Regions from separate parts of the Sus scrofa genome. Here regions 1 and 3 are each linked to region 2. Evidence: chromatin contacts called from public Hi-C data. All regions are on one chromosome and are shown on one strand. Each heading gives the region's core, a stretch centred on a gene start, on an enhancer-like site or on the middle of the called end of the contact. The rest is flanking DNA. Distances are from core to core; before and after follow the strand shown.

Region 1 (4,379 bases), core at 289-2,788, 5.3 Mb after region 2:
AAAATATTTCAATGATGGAGATCCCATGGAGGTGCAGCAGAAACGAATCCCACTAGGAACCATGAGGTTGCCGGTTCCATCCCTGGCCTCGCTCAGTGGGTTAAGGATCCAGGGCTGCCGTGAGCTGTGGTGTAGGCCGGCAGCTACAGCTCCAACTGGACCCCTAGCCTGGGAACCTCCATATGCCGCGGGTGCGGGCCTAAAAAGACAAGCCCCCCCCCCAAAAAATGAATGCTTTTAAAAAATAAAAAATTTAAATCCAAGCCTCAACTTCCTAATTCACTGCTGTTTCCATTAATGCTCATTAATCCATTCATAAGATATAATAATAACTGCATAGAAAAATCTCTTACAGACAAGAGGTTCAGAGAAGTGACCTACCATGAATGATAGCTTCCCCCCCCCCACAGGTACCGAAATGAAGATAACTGAGGTACCAACACAATATTATTGGTAACGGGCCTGTGCTAGGCATCAAAAGGCATGGAAGCATTATGAATGGAGAGTTTTGCCCTCAGAGGGCTAAAAATATCCAGGAGAACAGCTTCTGAGAGTTAGCCACAAATAAACACGGCTGTTCCAAGACCCTAGTTAAGGCTTTGAAGCGGCAGCCTCATTAAAGCGATCCTCAATTATTACATAAAATCGCTTATTTCTTTCTGACTTCACTGCTCCTTACAGTCAGTTAACTAACTACTTCCCGAGTTGTGATAAAGTTAGGACACTCTTTCGAAAAATCCCTCCCTCAAAAACCGGGCGCCGAGCTAAAGAAAACCTTTACCATAACAACAAACTTCTTTACAATTAGAGCCCCCAAACCTGGAACTCAGTCTCCCTCAATCTCTGGATAAGAGACTAATTATCAACCAACAGATCTAACCCATTTGCCCTTTTTTTTTCTCTTCTCCCTCAAAATCCAAAGGGTGGCGCTGTCCTCACTCCTTCCCCTCGCACCCAGGTGTGCGCTACTGTCCACTCCGAGGTCTGACCACGAGGGAAGGTCCGCTTGCGGCCTGTGTCCAGCCTCCCCTCCCCGCGCTTCTCCTCTCCTCACCCAGCCCCTCGGGTTAGCCCGCGAGGGCGCCGGTCCTGCTGCCTTAGCGGCTTTTTCTCAGAAACTCCCAACAATTCTCTGCGGGGGAGGGGGGAGGGGAGGTTAGGCTGAAAAAGACCCAAGCCGGCACTTTGGCTCTGAGTCCTCAGCCCAGCAACAGGAAAACGTATAATGAGAAGCGTCACCGCCCGCTTACGCTAACGCGAGTTCCGCCACTTACACTGCCTGAGCGCCCCAGTTAACCGACTTACAAACAAGACGGGACTCGGCGGTCTCTGTGAGACGGGAGGGGGCGCCCAACACCGGCACCACCAGCGCTTCCCCACCCCCGTCCCGACAGCCTGCGTGCGTCAGGAGTCACGTGCCGCGTCTCCCTTTCCTACCGGCAACCGGGCGCTCCCTTCTTCCGGAAGTAGCTCCGGATCACGCCGGGCTCCTCCCACCACTGGTGACGTCAAACTCAGGTCCTACCACTGCTCTGCCTCCGCCTCCAGGCGCGGGGAGGGCTGCCGTTTCCTTACAATTAGTCCTGCCGCTTCCGGGCCCCTAACCAGTAAAAGCAAGGATTTTGAAGTTCCTGAGTGTGTAGGCCTCGGACGCGCGTGAGTAAAGTTTGAGAGGCCACAGGCTGGCTGTCTGGAGGCCAACCCCGCAGAGGCCTTTCCCCCTCTCCGCAACTTGTGCTGTACTTGGTTCCGCCGAGACCTACGACGGTTCCGCCCCCTTCTTCCTTGTCATTGATGTTGTTGTTCTTGTCAGTGCCGCAGCCCCGACCACCGGGAGCCGGAACCCGAGCAGGGGCCGCCCGGGTGGCGCGGTGGCGGCGGCGGCGGCTGCGGCTGCAGCAGCTGCGACGGCTGCGGGGGCTGCTCCGGGGATTGCGGAGGCGGCCGGGGACCGGCAGCCGGCGGCGGGGCCGGATGGCTCTGTGCGGGCAGGCGGCAGGCGCTGCGTCGCTGCCCAGCGAGCTGATCGTGCACATCTTCTCCTTCCTGTCCGCCTCCGACCGGCTACGGGCCTCGGCCTCCTGCTCGCACTGGCGCGAGTGCCTCTTCTATCCTGCTCTCTGGCCCCAGCTCCGCATCTGCCTCCGCGTCTCGCCTGCGGAGCAGCCACGGCTCGAATTCCTCATGCGCAAGTGCGGCTGGTTCGTGCGAGAGCTGCGCGTTGAGTTCGCCGCGGAGAATTACCTGAGCGGCGGCGGCGGCCCGGGCGATGGAGGCAGCGCCGACACCGGGACTGGCGGGGAAGAAGTCGAAGCCCTGCAGCTCTCATCCCGTTGGCTAGAAGTGTTGCGCACCTACTTAGAGCTGGTGCTGTGCGTGCTGGTCAGCATCCGGAACAACAGGTAGGCTCGTCGTGGACCCTGCATTCATCCTCTTCTCCCGCTTCCTCCTCTCCCGGGGAGCAGGATGGCCTTCTTCCTCTCACCTCAAAATAGATTCTGTGCGGATACTCCCGGCCCGCTTCAGCGTTGCTTTTTTCAGTGATTAGGGGTTTCAGTTTTAATCCAGCGATTTCCTTGAGGCGGGAGGGCATAACGGGATTATCGTAATACTTTATAAACAGTGATGGATTTGGTGTTTATCAGACAGCATTCCTGGCACCTTCCAAGCCCTGTCTCATTCGTACTTTCGTTGGCAATGGGATGGAGTTCATTTTACAGATGAGAGCTGAAGCTTGGAGGGTGAGGCCTGTGAGTGAGTCTTGGGAGAAACAAAATCCTACCTGATTTTTTCAGTTCTGAATCTATCCATTCAAAATAGTTCGTGGTGGGGAAGGACTAGCTATGCTACTGGTTTCTCATAGTTACTAGACTGTACCCCCCCAAAAAATCTTTGACAGCCATTTTCTTACTGGGAATAGTTTTGATTAACTAGGCCAGGCATGAAGAGTAGGAGTGTTTGTTAAAAGGATTGGGGAACAGCCTGATAATGAAGATTGGGAAGTCCCTCCCCTTTGCACCTCCAGACTCAACTTATCCCTAGTTATTCACCTAAAAGTAGCACAGTATATATAGCTTGGTGTTTGCATGAGTTGGGGGAACTGGCCTGTGTCTATAAAGAGTAAGCCCTTAGCGGCCTAGTTTTTCATTAGAATTCTACTGTAATTCTGAGACTAACTTGATATGTTCTGACCCATTGTCCTAATCAATATTTTCCATTATTTGTCTATCACCGTCTCCAAAATACTGTTAATTTAGATGTTCTGTATCTGGGTATTCTAACTTTATAATTAAAGTATGAGTTAGAAGAAAATTCAAAAGTTCTAAGAAGGAGCAACTTACATAATAATAATTTAGTAGTTTGTGAGTACTTTCACATTCACTATCTTATTTGCTCCTTTCAATGACCCTGTGAGTTAGTCAGGATAGCTATTATTATCCCTATTTTATAGAAAAGAAACTGATGCATAACAGGGTCAATTTGTCAAATGATGTACACATTGTATACAGCATTGTTTTTCTCTAAGCAGTGGTCTTTCTTTCGCGGTAGTTACATTATGTTGAACAGGATGGAACTAAGGTCCGGGTTTAATGCTAAGTGAGATATATATATATACACATATTCTTAATTATGTTTCTGATTCAGAAGGGTAGGAGATAAGCATATGGCTCCAGACTGTATCTGGAGCATGGCTTCATCATTCCAGTGGGCTGTGTATTTTCCCAGCTTTTCACATCAAGCCATTATTTTCCTTACTTTCATTTTATGTGGCAAGAGAGGCTGTTTAAGGCTATAAATTGGTCTTGATCAGGTTGGAGACTCTTTGTCAGAGCTGAGTGATGGCTAGAGGCCCAAATGACCCAGAAGTTAGAGAGATTGATTCAGTGAGCAGTTACTGCTGAGGAGGGTGTCCAGGGAGGATGAATTCAGCAAGTATCAATTAGATTTTTTGAGATCAGATAGTTCCAAGCAATCATCTTAAAAATGTGTGCCTTTTGTCCAAGTAAGAACACGCCTTTCAAAGTGCATGTTCCTTTTAAGTGTTTTAATAACTGGTTGATTGGATGGATGAGGTTATGCAGGCAAAATAGTGGTATCTAACATCTTGGCTTTGTTGTTTAACTCTTCTCTCCTCCCCCTCCTCACCCCTACCACTTTTTTTCAGCTGTAATTGAGGTTTAATTTGCAAATAAAAGTGTGCCCATTTTTTTATTAGCATCCCGATCTACTTTTCTGTAAGGCTGCCATATAAATAATCTTTATATGCTTAGAAATAAGTTAATCTCAGCTTTATTTTTGAAAATGTCTTGAGAGTGTCTAGTAATGCTGGAAGTATTAATGTGGATGTTAAAAACATAAATGAAACTGGTTTTCTTTAA
Region 2 (4,399 bases), core at 598-3,097:
GCAAAGCACCTGTTGAGGACCTACTTCCTTCATCAGCTTGAGGAAGATTTTCATGTACTCTTGTTTGATCACCAACTTGTTGTCAGCCAGCACTTTGACAGAAGCTGCTATAACTGGTCCCAAGAACTGTTGTACCTGCTCTCCAAGGCGAATAACCAGTAAATGCAGGACTTGAAGTGTGCCATGAACCACTTTGAAGTTAGAATCGTCTAACAAATTATATAGCAAACTAACGAAACCGACAAGACTAGAATAAGGGGTGGAACTAGGGTTAAAGCGTCCCATCACCTGTTTTAGTTCCTCGACGGCCTGAGTCCGGTTCTTATAGTCTTCCTGATCTAACAATCTTGAATGCAGCTCCTGAGGAATAATCCCAAATTTAAGGTTACTGTTGGAAATAGTCACTGCACAGGGAAGGGGATCTTCAGGCAATCCAGAAGCTTCAAGTTCCAGATAATAAGGAACCTGACTTCCGAAATGTGTCTCCAGGCGGCGATTGTAGTGTCTCCTCAGGGCAGAAGGCAGGCGAGAGATATAGGATTGAAACCTCTCTTGGCCAAGACGCTCCCCAATTTGTTGAAGAGCAGAGAAAGCTGTCTCAGATTCTTCTTCTATTTCCTGACTGCCAAGCTTTCGTGCTAAGGATATTATCACCTCCGTAAGATCTAGGCCGAGCAACAAATCCTCAGGTGTAAGCAAGATAGGGAATAGCAGAGCTGTGGAAGCTCTAAGCCGGGAGTCGGTACTTTCCAGTCCTTGCTGTATCAGCGTTCTCAGCACCTGTCCGGAACTACGTTTCAGACATATGTGTAGGATCTGGAGCGCATCTTTCCGCAAGGCCGGATTCTCTTCTCGTAAGGAAACAACCAGTTGAGGCAGAAGTGCTAAGCTAAAGGCCTCTTCCAGCTGGCCTGCCTCCCCCTGACCCCGAAGAATGTCCAAGAGGAATTGCAAGCAGAGTCGCTTCTCATCACTACCTCCTTCCACCAGCACTCGGCCCAGGGCCCGATACAATGCTTCCTTCCGTCGGGGGAAGCCAAGTCGACAGCCTCGCCGCGGCAAAGCAGCCTGCAAAGCCTGGAAAGCCTCGGAAGGGTCCGGCGCGGTTCGGAGGAGTTGAAGAAGCCGAGTCTCCTCTTCGTCTCCCCCTGACAAACCACCTCCAGACCCAGACCAACTACTTGAGACTGCCTCCGCCGGCATCAAGAGGGCCGAGGCCAGAGGCGAAGGTGTCGGGGAGCAGGAGCCGTGGTCTCCGGCAGCTCCTCGGCAGTAGTTTTTCTCGCCTCTCATGGCGCCCCCACGTAGACTATCATCAGTCTCTGAGGCGGAAGGACGACTGCGGCTCTGAAGGCGAGAGGCACCGAGGGCTGGAAGGGGAGGCAGAGGGTGCAGCGCGGAGGGCGCAGCCGCCATGGAGGGTCGTCAAGTGGAGGCTGGAGGAAACCATCGTCTCCGAAGGGCTCGATGGAGCCCAGCCTTCTTGTTCCTCTCCAAGCCTCAAGCTGCAGAAGAGGAAAAGGAACAGCTTGACCAGCTGCCAAGCTTGACTCTGAGGCTGCCTTCAGCAAAATGGCCCCCGCCGGAGCGCCAGACCCCACAGCTGCCACCGGGCGTAACCAGGGGCACCACGTGACCAAACCGATCGCTTCCATGGTGATGTACCCAGAGCGGACGTCTTAACCCGGAAATTAACCTGCAGTGATGAATGCTGGGTTATGTAGTCTACGTCAGAAATTCGGATTAGGCTGACGTCTTCTGGAAAAGGAAGTGAGAGTGTTGCGAACGTAGCGAACGTAGTGAACGAGTGAACGTAGTGAACGTCTCTGTAGCAGGGAAGGCGAGGAAAGGAGACGGCAGTAAGCGGAAGTGACGCTCTCCTCGCTCCGGGCGGAAGTTCCCCGCCCCACCCGTAGGAATTGAGATTTGACTAGAGGCAAGTGAGGATCTTGCCCGGGCTCCAGTCGTCCACGGCTCCTCCTCCTGTTGCTGCGGGAGTGATTCTTGGGACTCAGGTATTTTCTTTTTGCTGTGCTTCTGCGGTGCAAAGTTTTGCTTGAGTGCTGCTGGTGGTGGAGTAAGATATAAGGAAATGAACGGTAGCAAGCAGGGGGAGAGACGACATCTTCCTGTGCAGGGCTAGTTACCGTTGTAGACGTGTTGCAGTCTACAGCCGTATGTGCGATCCTTTCCTCCTGCCGTCTACTTACCGGGACAGGAGATCTAAATCCGGGCCAAGTTCCGAGCTTACGTACTTTTTTTTCAAAACCTGGTGTTTTGGGCCCTTACTTTCCCTGCGGCCCCCCCCCCCCGCCCTGATTCCTACTTCGCTTACGCTCTGGTCTTGAAGGGTTAATGTTTTGGGTTTGTTTTTTGTCATTTTTCCTTATGCTCATAACTATAAGTTCTCTATTTCATAACCTACTTAGAGCTGAAGATAAATCTATTTTTTTTCTGTAGCTAACCTTGTCTCCTTTATACGTTCTCAAAGTCTAATGCAGTTCCTCTGTGGGGCTCACCCCTTCCCCCTCCCGCTCCCTCCGGCGCTTCAACCTCCCTGCGGGATCCTCCCGCGTCTCTGCAGCCTTTCAGTCTCCTGGAAACGGAGATTGCAAAGACAGTTTCAGTTGCGGTTGAAGTTCTTGGCATCATGGTCCTAAGAGAATTCTGCCCTGTAGATTTAGAGCTGGTAATAGACATTTCTTTGTTTTAGGCAAACAGTGAATTTGGTGAGCATTTTTTCCTTTTAAATAAAACTTAAGCGGACACCGTTGAGGAGCTAGAGTGCCTGATTTGAGGCTGAATTCTTTGTAGTGTGGTAGAATTTTTGGTTTTTGTTTTAGGGAATAATACAGTTGCTTTTGAATGACCCAATGAAAGAAGTCTGTTATTTAAAATCTTAAATTTATGCTTTTAAAATGCAAGTGTTCCTACCCTGTTCTGTAACACACGGGATGTCTCTTAAATACTTTATTCTTAGCGTGCCAAACTACTTTATATATTATGTTGCTGGATAATGAAAGTTCAAAAATAATTTCTGAGTGTTGTTTTAAAGCCAATTTGATTATTATGTTTTGGTTTTTTTTCTTTTGTGAGTAAATGTAAATGAGACTTATGCAAACATGCGTCCATATGTTTTGGTTTAAATTCTTGGTTGTTACTTTAATTTTAATTAGTCATTTTGATATTTAAATAAATTGCCTAAATTTGGTTTGACTAGATATTTCATTAGACCAAAAAATAAAACCAAATTTTTTCTTGTTTTTTTTTGTAAAGGGCAGGGCAGGGGCTGGGGAATGAAACCCGAGAGATGATTTTAGCAGTTGTCAATGAGAAGGAATGTCTAGTTATCATATTTCCAATGTAAGAAGTTCAAATTTATATTTTTACTCATGTATGCTCAGACTTCAGGAACTCAATTCAAACTAAAGTAAAAGAATGATGTGCACATCAGAATGTACACATTAGAATGTCAGTTTATGTTGGAATAGAAGATAACTCTTTCCAGTGATCAGAATTTTCAGGTTGAAAACCCAGTGCACTCTTTCCTGTATCCATGAACTTGGGAAGTTGTGTGGTAATCAAAGAACAAGGAAAAGGAACTTGGAAAGCCCTGAATAATGTTTCATCATCAAAATTATGGTAGAAGCTTAAGAATTACCACTTCTCTCTGTAAATAATACTTTTCAAGGGGCTTGGATACTTAAATCAACTAGTTATATACTTTTCCTTGGAACAAAACAAGATGAGTCTTAATTTTGACACTTTTTCTTGGGGCCCTGTAGATCACTATGTTATAGATTGCAATTTATTTTTATATTTGTTACCTTTCATTTCCTTGATGAAGATTTGGAAGACGCATTAGTCTTCCTGGTGGATATTTAGGAAGTGGGATCTGATAGCATCTCATATCTTACTAATTGTCTTTTAGAGTTATTTTGTGGAAAATAAATCCCATCCATTTAATGTATGTTCTATTAAGATGATGCAGACTTTTATTATTATGCAGACTTGTTGTTTTTTTTGTCTTTTTAGGGCCTCACCTGCGACATTTGGAGGTTTCCAGGCTAGGGGTCAAATTGGGGCTGTAGCTGCTGGCCTACGTCATAGCCACAGCATCGTGGGATCTGAGCTGCATCTGCGACCTACACCACAGCTCACAGCAATGGGCAATGCTGGATCCTTAACCCACTGAGTGAGGCCAGGGATTGAACCCGCATCCTCATGGATACTAATCGGATTCGTTTTCACTGAGGCGTGATGGGACCTCCATGCACAGTGCAGATTTTAAAAAAATCCTATTCTTTTTTTTGTCTTTTTGCCTTTTCTGGGGCCGCTCCCAAGGCATATGGAGGTTCCCAGGCTAGGAGTCTAATTGGAGCTGTAACTGCTGGCCTAC
Region 3 (4,482 bases), core at 279-2,778, 5.5 Mb after region 2:
AAACAAAAACCCAAAAAACTTTGCTTGCTTAAAAATAAATAAATAAATAAAGTAATCTTAAATGGTCATTTATCCCCAAATGCTTTTATAGCGCTTCTTTTACAACTATGGGAATAGGAGTTCCTGTTGTGGCACTGCGGCTGCGAGTCTGACTGGGAATCAATAGGTTGCGGGTTCGATCCCTGGCCTCGTTCAGTGGGTTGGGGACCTGACGTTGCTGTGAGCTGTGGTGTGGGTCGCAGGTGCAGCTTGGATCTGATGTGGCTGTGGTGTAGGCTGGCAGCTGTGGCTCCAATTGGACCCCTAGCCTGGGAACCTCCATATGCCATGGGTATGGACCTGAAAAGAAAAAAAAAAAAACAAAAAACAAAAAAAAAAAAACAAAAACCTATGGGAATAAATTGTTTGCACATAACTGGTACAGTCACTTCAATCTCTAGTTTGGAGTGTAAAGTTCCTGGATAACTATACAGAAAACTACATACAGCTCATCACATCTTCAAACTACGGAAATATCTCTAACGTTGACTCTACCACAAAATTTGTTTAAACCGATGCCTTAATTTAGTTAGTATAGTAAGTACCAACAGTCTTAACATGTGAATTAAATCCTAAGGAAATCTTACCTCAGCAATAAACTACCACGTCCTCTACCTCCACCAGGACCAGACAGGGCCAGCAATCTGGCTTGGATGGGCCTACAAAATATTTACAAATCAGTACAAAAATCGTATCTAACAGCACCAAACACCTTAAGGATGAGGTTCATCATCAAAAGAAAATAACCAGGAACGTTCTAATCTGACGGTTTCAAATCCACGTGTTTCAAACAGGACAGGAAGTACTGCATTAACTTCCTTGTTTTTCCAAGATCAGTACCACCGAAATTGTATTTACCTCGCTGCCAGTACACATTAACAAGCTGGGGTCAGGCCCGAATTTCGCCACCCCAGAGGAAGTTGCATGAAGCGGGGGACAGCGTCCCGGGAGGGTCTCCGGACCAGTGCCGAGTCAGGCGGCCCCAGGAGGAGAAAGGCTTTGTGCTGCAGTTCCGGGCCTACAGGGCCGAGGGCGGGAATCGGCAGTCCCGGCCTTCCCTCAGGACAGGAAACCATTCCGACGCACCCCGGCCCCGCTCTCGCTCCTCACACCTGAGCCCCAGGACTTAGGGTGGCGGTCTCGGAAACTCCCACCTCACGGAGGACGGGATTCTACTGCTGCCCCGGGAACAGGCCTCGATGTTCCAGCCTTCTCAGGGCTGACCGCTCTCCCCGCCCCCAATTCACCCCGGCTTCACGACTGCATTTCGGAGACGGCAATTTCCTATCCGCCCTTTACCTCACGTCATTCGGATCCCGCCCGGTGAGCTTGCGAATATTCTCATCTACGTTCTTTAGGCTCTCTTTGGCCTTTTCTAGCTGCTCCTGCAAAGTTCTCACTGCGACCGCCATCTTCTCCCTGCGGCAGGCTTCGAGACTGCTCTACAGGCCGCGCCTGGCTGTGTCGCGCCGCGAAACGCGAGAGGACTGACAGCTGGCCTCAGCCAATGACAATAGGAGTTGTATTTCGGCCTTAACCATTCAGCAACCGGAAGGGGGAGAAGCTGCCGGCCCTTGAGACTCCGGGCCAATGAAAAGTCGACCAGGCGGTTGTCTCCCTCTCCAGTTAGCCGCGGGTGGCTGGGCTCCGCTTCTAGCGCAGAGTCGGGGCGGGTTTGAGAGTCCCTAGGTCCTCCGAGACGTGCGCTTGCGGCCGTGCTCGTTTGGCCAGGAGAGCGGAGCTTTCTAGCCCTTTTAACCCGTATATGACGTGCCTTTTTTCATTTTACCACCTAATCGCATTAGAGTAGAGCGGAAGCGAGTCTATTTTCCCATCTTCCCCGGTAAATGATTTTCTAAGGACAGGGTGCGGCCATTCTGTTGGTGCGCATGCCCAGAGAGGGGGTGGGCGGGTCGGCTCCCTTAATGAGGTTAAACCGTAAAGAGCACCGCAAAGCAAAGAATGAAGACGGAAAGATTATTAATCGTAATAGATAACATTTACTTTGTTCTCTACACCGTGAAACACTTTATGTGCCTTGTCCCCCACAAACCAAAAGCTTAAATAAAATCTCTGTTATTACTGATACGGAAGTTGAGTCTGGAGATACTGTAATTGTCCCTAGGTCATGCCGGCCTGGGGTCTTCCTATGATCAGACCCTGGGCAAGGATGTACTACAAGAAAAAAGCGATGGCGAGGCAGGCATTAGCTTCTACACCCGGCCTAATGCTCGTTGGTTTAAGACAGGGTCCGGGAGAGTAGCCCTATTGTTTGTGTCCTCCACCTTCTGGTTCTGCTTTACCCCTATTGCTGACCTGAGAACCGGTTTTGTTCCAGAAATATATTTGAAAACTGCATCTCAGAAAGCATTTTCGGGAGTTCCCGTGGTGGCGCAGTGGTTAATGAATCTGACTAGGAACCATGAGGTTGCGGGTTCGATCCCTGCCCTTGCTCAATGGGTTAAGGATCTGGCATTGCCGGGAGCTGTGGTGTAGGTTGCAGACCCGGCTCAGATCCCGCGTTGCTGTGGCTCTGGTGTAGGCCGGTGGCTACAGCTCCGATTAAACCCCTAGCCTGGGAACCTCCAGATGCCGCAGGAGCGGCCCTAGAAAAGGCAAAAAAAAAAAAAAAAAAAAAAAAAAAAAAAAAAAAAAAAAAAGGAAGAAAGCATTTTCCTACGGAAGCAATGTTATGAATAATCTTTGTGTTCTCATCCTTTATCCATCAGCCAGTGCATCCTTGCACGAAGCAGGCCAAAAGTATTTAACCCGAGTTACCATTTTACTTCATACCAACAGTCGTTAAAAGCTGTGTTAAGCTAGGCTTCGAAGAAAAAGCATAGAACAAGATAGCTGTGGTTCTTGCTTCCATGTAGTTTGTAGGATTTTCATGGAGCAAATATCATTCATGTTTTCATTAAGTCATTGAACATTTATGGAGTGACTGCTATGTGCTAGGTTTGTGGATAAGTCAGTGTACAATAGAGATATATACCCTCAAGGAGCTTGGTGGCAGGAAGAGTGGAGACAGACGATAAGCATAAGTAAATTACATAAAATGGTAGAAATGGGTTAAGTGCTATACAAAAAAAGAATTAGAGCTGCCAAGACGGATGAGTGTTGATAACTATTTGATTCTGATTATAAGCATACTTAGTCTTATTGATTCTTATTACAATCCTGTGTAGGAAGCATGAGAATGTGGTAATAGTAGATCTTAATCACGAAGTATAACAATGTTTCCATGGGAAGATGCTTTTAGAGTTATCCAAAAAAGTAGGATATATTCCTATTTCCATAGGATCTATTTTTAAGATCCTGGAAAGTTTAACATGGTCTGACTTATGGGGGCCCATCAGTGGAATGCCATGTTCAACATTTACAAATGCTCAATAAATATTAGTTTCCCGTCTAGGCTCCAAAATATCCAAAGAAAACTATGTTATTATGATCTGAGAAATGAACTTTGGAGTTCACGCTGTGCTGCAACAGGATCCGTGGCATCCCAGCAGCGCCAGGACTCTGGATCCCTGGGCTGGCACAGAGGGCCAGGGAAATCCGTATGTTGTAGGGCGGTCAAAAAAAAAAAAGAGAGAAAAACCAACCTTAGTAAGCTGCCTATATGTATATATATACACACACACACACATATATACACATATATGTATATATTTTTGCCTTTAGGGGTGCACCCGTGGCACATGGAGGTTCCCAGGCTAGGGGTCTAATTGGAGCTACAGCTTCCAGCCCACAACACAGCTACAGCAATGCAGGATCCTAGACGTGTCTGCAACATACACCATAGCTCACGGCAACACCAGATTCTTAACCCACTGAGCGAGGCCAGGGATCTAACCTGAGTCCTCACGGATACTAATCAGATTCATTTCCACTGAGCCAGGAGGGCAACTCCTAATTTGTATTTTCTTATTCAAATTAGCATTTCTTTGCGTTCTCCATTCCTCTCGTCCCTTGTACCTACTCCCAGTAAACTTCCTAATGGCTTCTAAATCTTTTTGTATATCCAGGCTTAATCCAAAATGGACAGGAATAATTTCTCAATATATCTAGTATTTATAGCCCCCAAAATGATGACTTACTCTTTTTACGACTTTTCCTATTAAGGAACATGCGGCAGAAATGAAAACTTTTGATTAAGCTAGTAGAAACTCTTGTCAGTTCTAACATAACTAACACAAAGATGGCAGCAGGAGCTCCTCCAGTCTCACTTTACCACCTTCCTCGCCGGCCGCCTACTACGTAGTAACAGGAAGAAGCCTTCCTCTATCTGGGAGCCCTCAGTTCAACCCCGGGAAGAAACTGTAACCATAGAGTTGGCGGAATGCCGGGGTAGAGGGGACCGGAAGTTGTTTTTTCGCCCCCCGCCCAGGGGCCGGATCGCATCTTCGTCGGTTTTGGTTCCCGGTCCTGTCAGACGCTCTA

What was found. A called contact is a pair of places that touch in the nucleus more often than the background predicts.
Region 1: a Hi-C map of liver shows a contact between it and region 2, with 6 times the contacts expected there. The contact joins the promoter of FBXO33 here to the promoter of TOGARAM1 in region 2. A contact is called at or near these places in 5 of 47 Hi-C or Micro-C datasets (blood, heart right ventricle, liver and 2 more).
Region 3: a Hi-C map of liver shows a contact between it and region 2, with 6 times the contacts expected there. The contact joins the promoter of PNN here to the promoter of TOGARAM1 in region 2. A contact is called at or near these places in 2 of 47 Hi-C or Micro-C datasets (liver and subcutaneous adipose tissue).

What each region holds. Positions count from the first base shown.
Region 1 is chr1:169,913,015-169,917,393 of Sscrofa11.1, reverse strand. It overlaps FBXO33 (F-box only protein 33), which reads left to right and starts at 1,538. Exons shown (of 4, transcript XM_001926592.7): 1 at 1,538-2,402. The coding sequence starts at 1,795. LOC102162695 (a long non-coding RNA gene) reads right to left here and starts at 1,594. Exons shown (of 12, transcript XR_002338918.1): 1 at 1,306-1,594.
Region 2 is chr1:175,195,620-175,200,018 of Sscrofa11.1, reverse strand. It overlaps TOGARAM1 (crescerin-1), which reads right to left and starts at 1,847. Exons shown (of 22, transcript XR_002346627.1): 1 at 1-1,847. KLHL28 (kelch-like protein 28) reads left to right here and starts at 842. Exons shown (of 5, transcript XM_001926290.5): 1 at 842-2,015.
Region 3 is chr1:169,722,695-169,727,176 of Sscrofa11.1, reverse strand. PNN (pinin, desmosome associated protein) reads right to left here and starts at 1,528. Exons shown (of 9, transcript NM_001244231.1): 1 at 1,339-1,528; 2 at 627-698. The coding sequence starts at 1,451. TRAPPC6B (trafficking protein particle complex subunit 6B) reads left to right here and starts at 4,395. Exons shown (of 6, transcript XM_013993366.2): 1 at 4,395-4,482.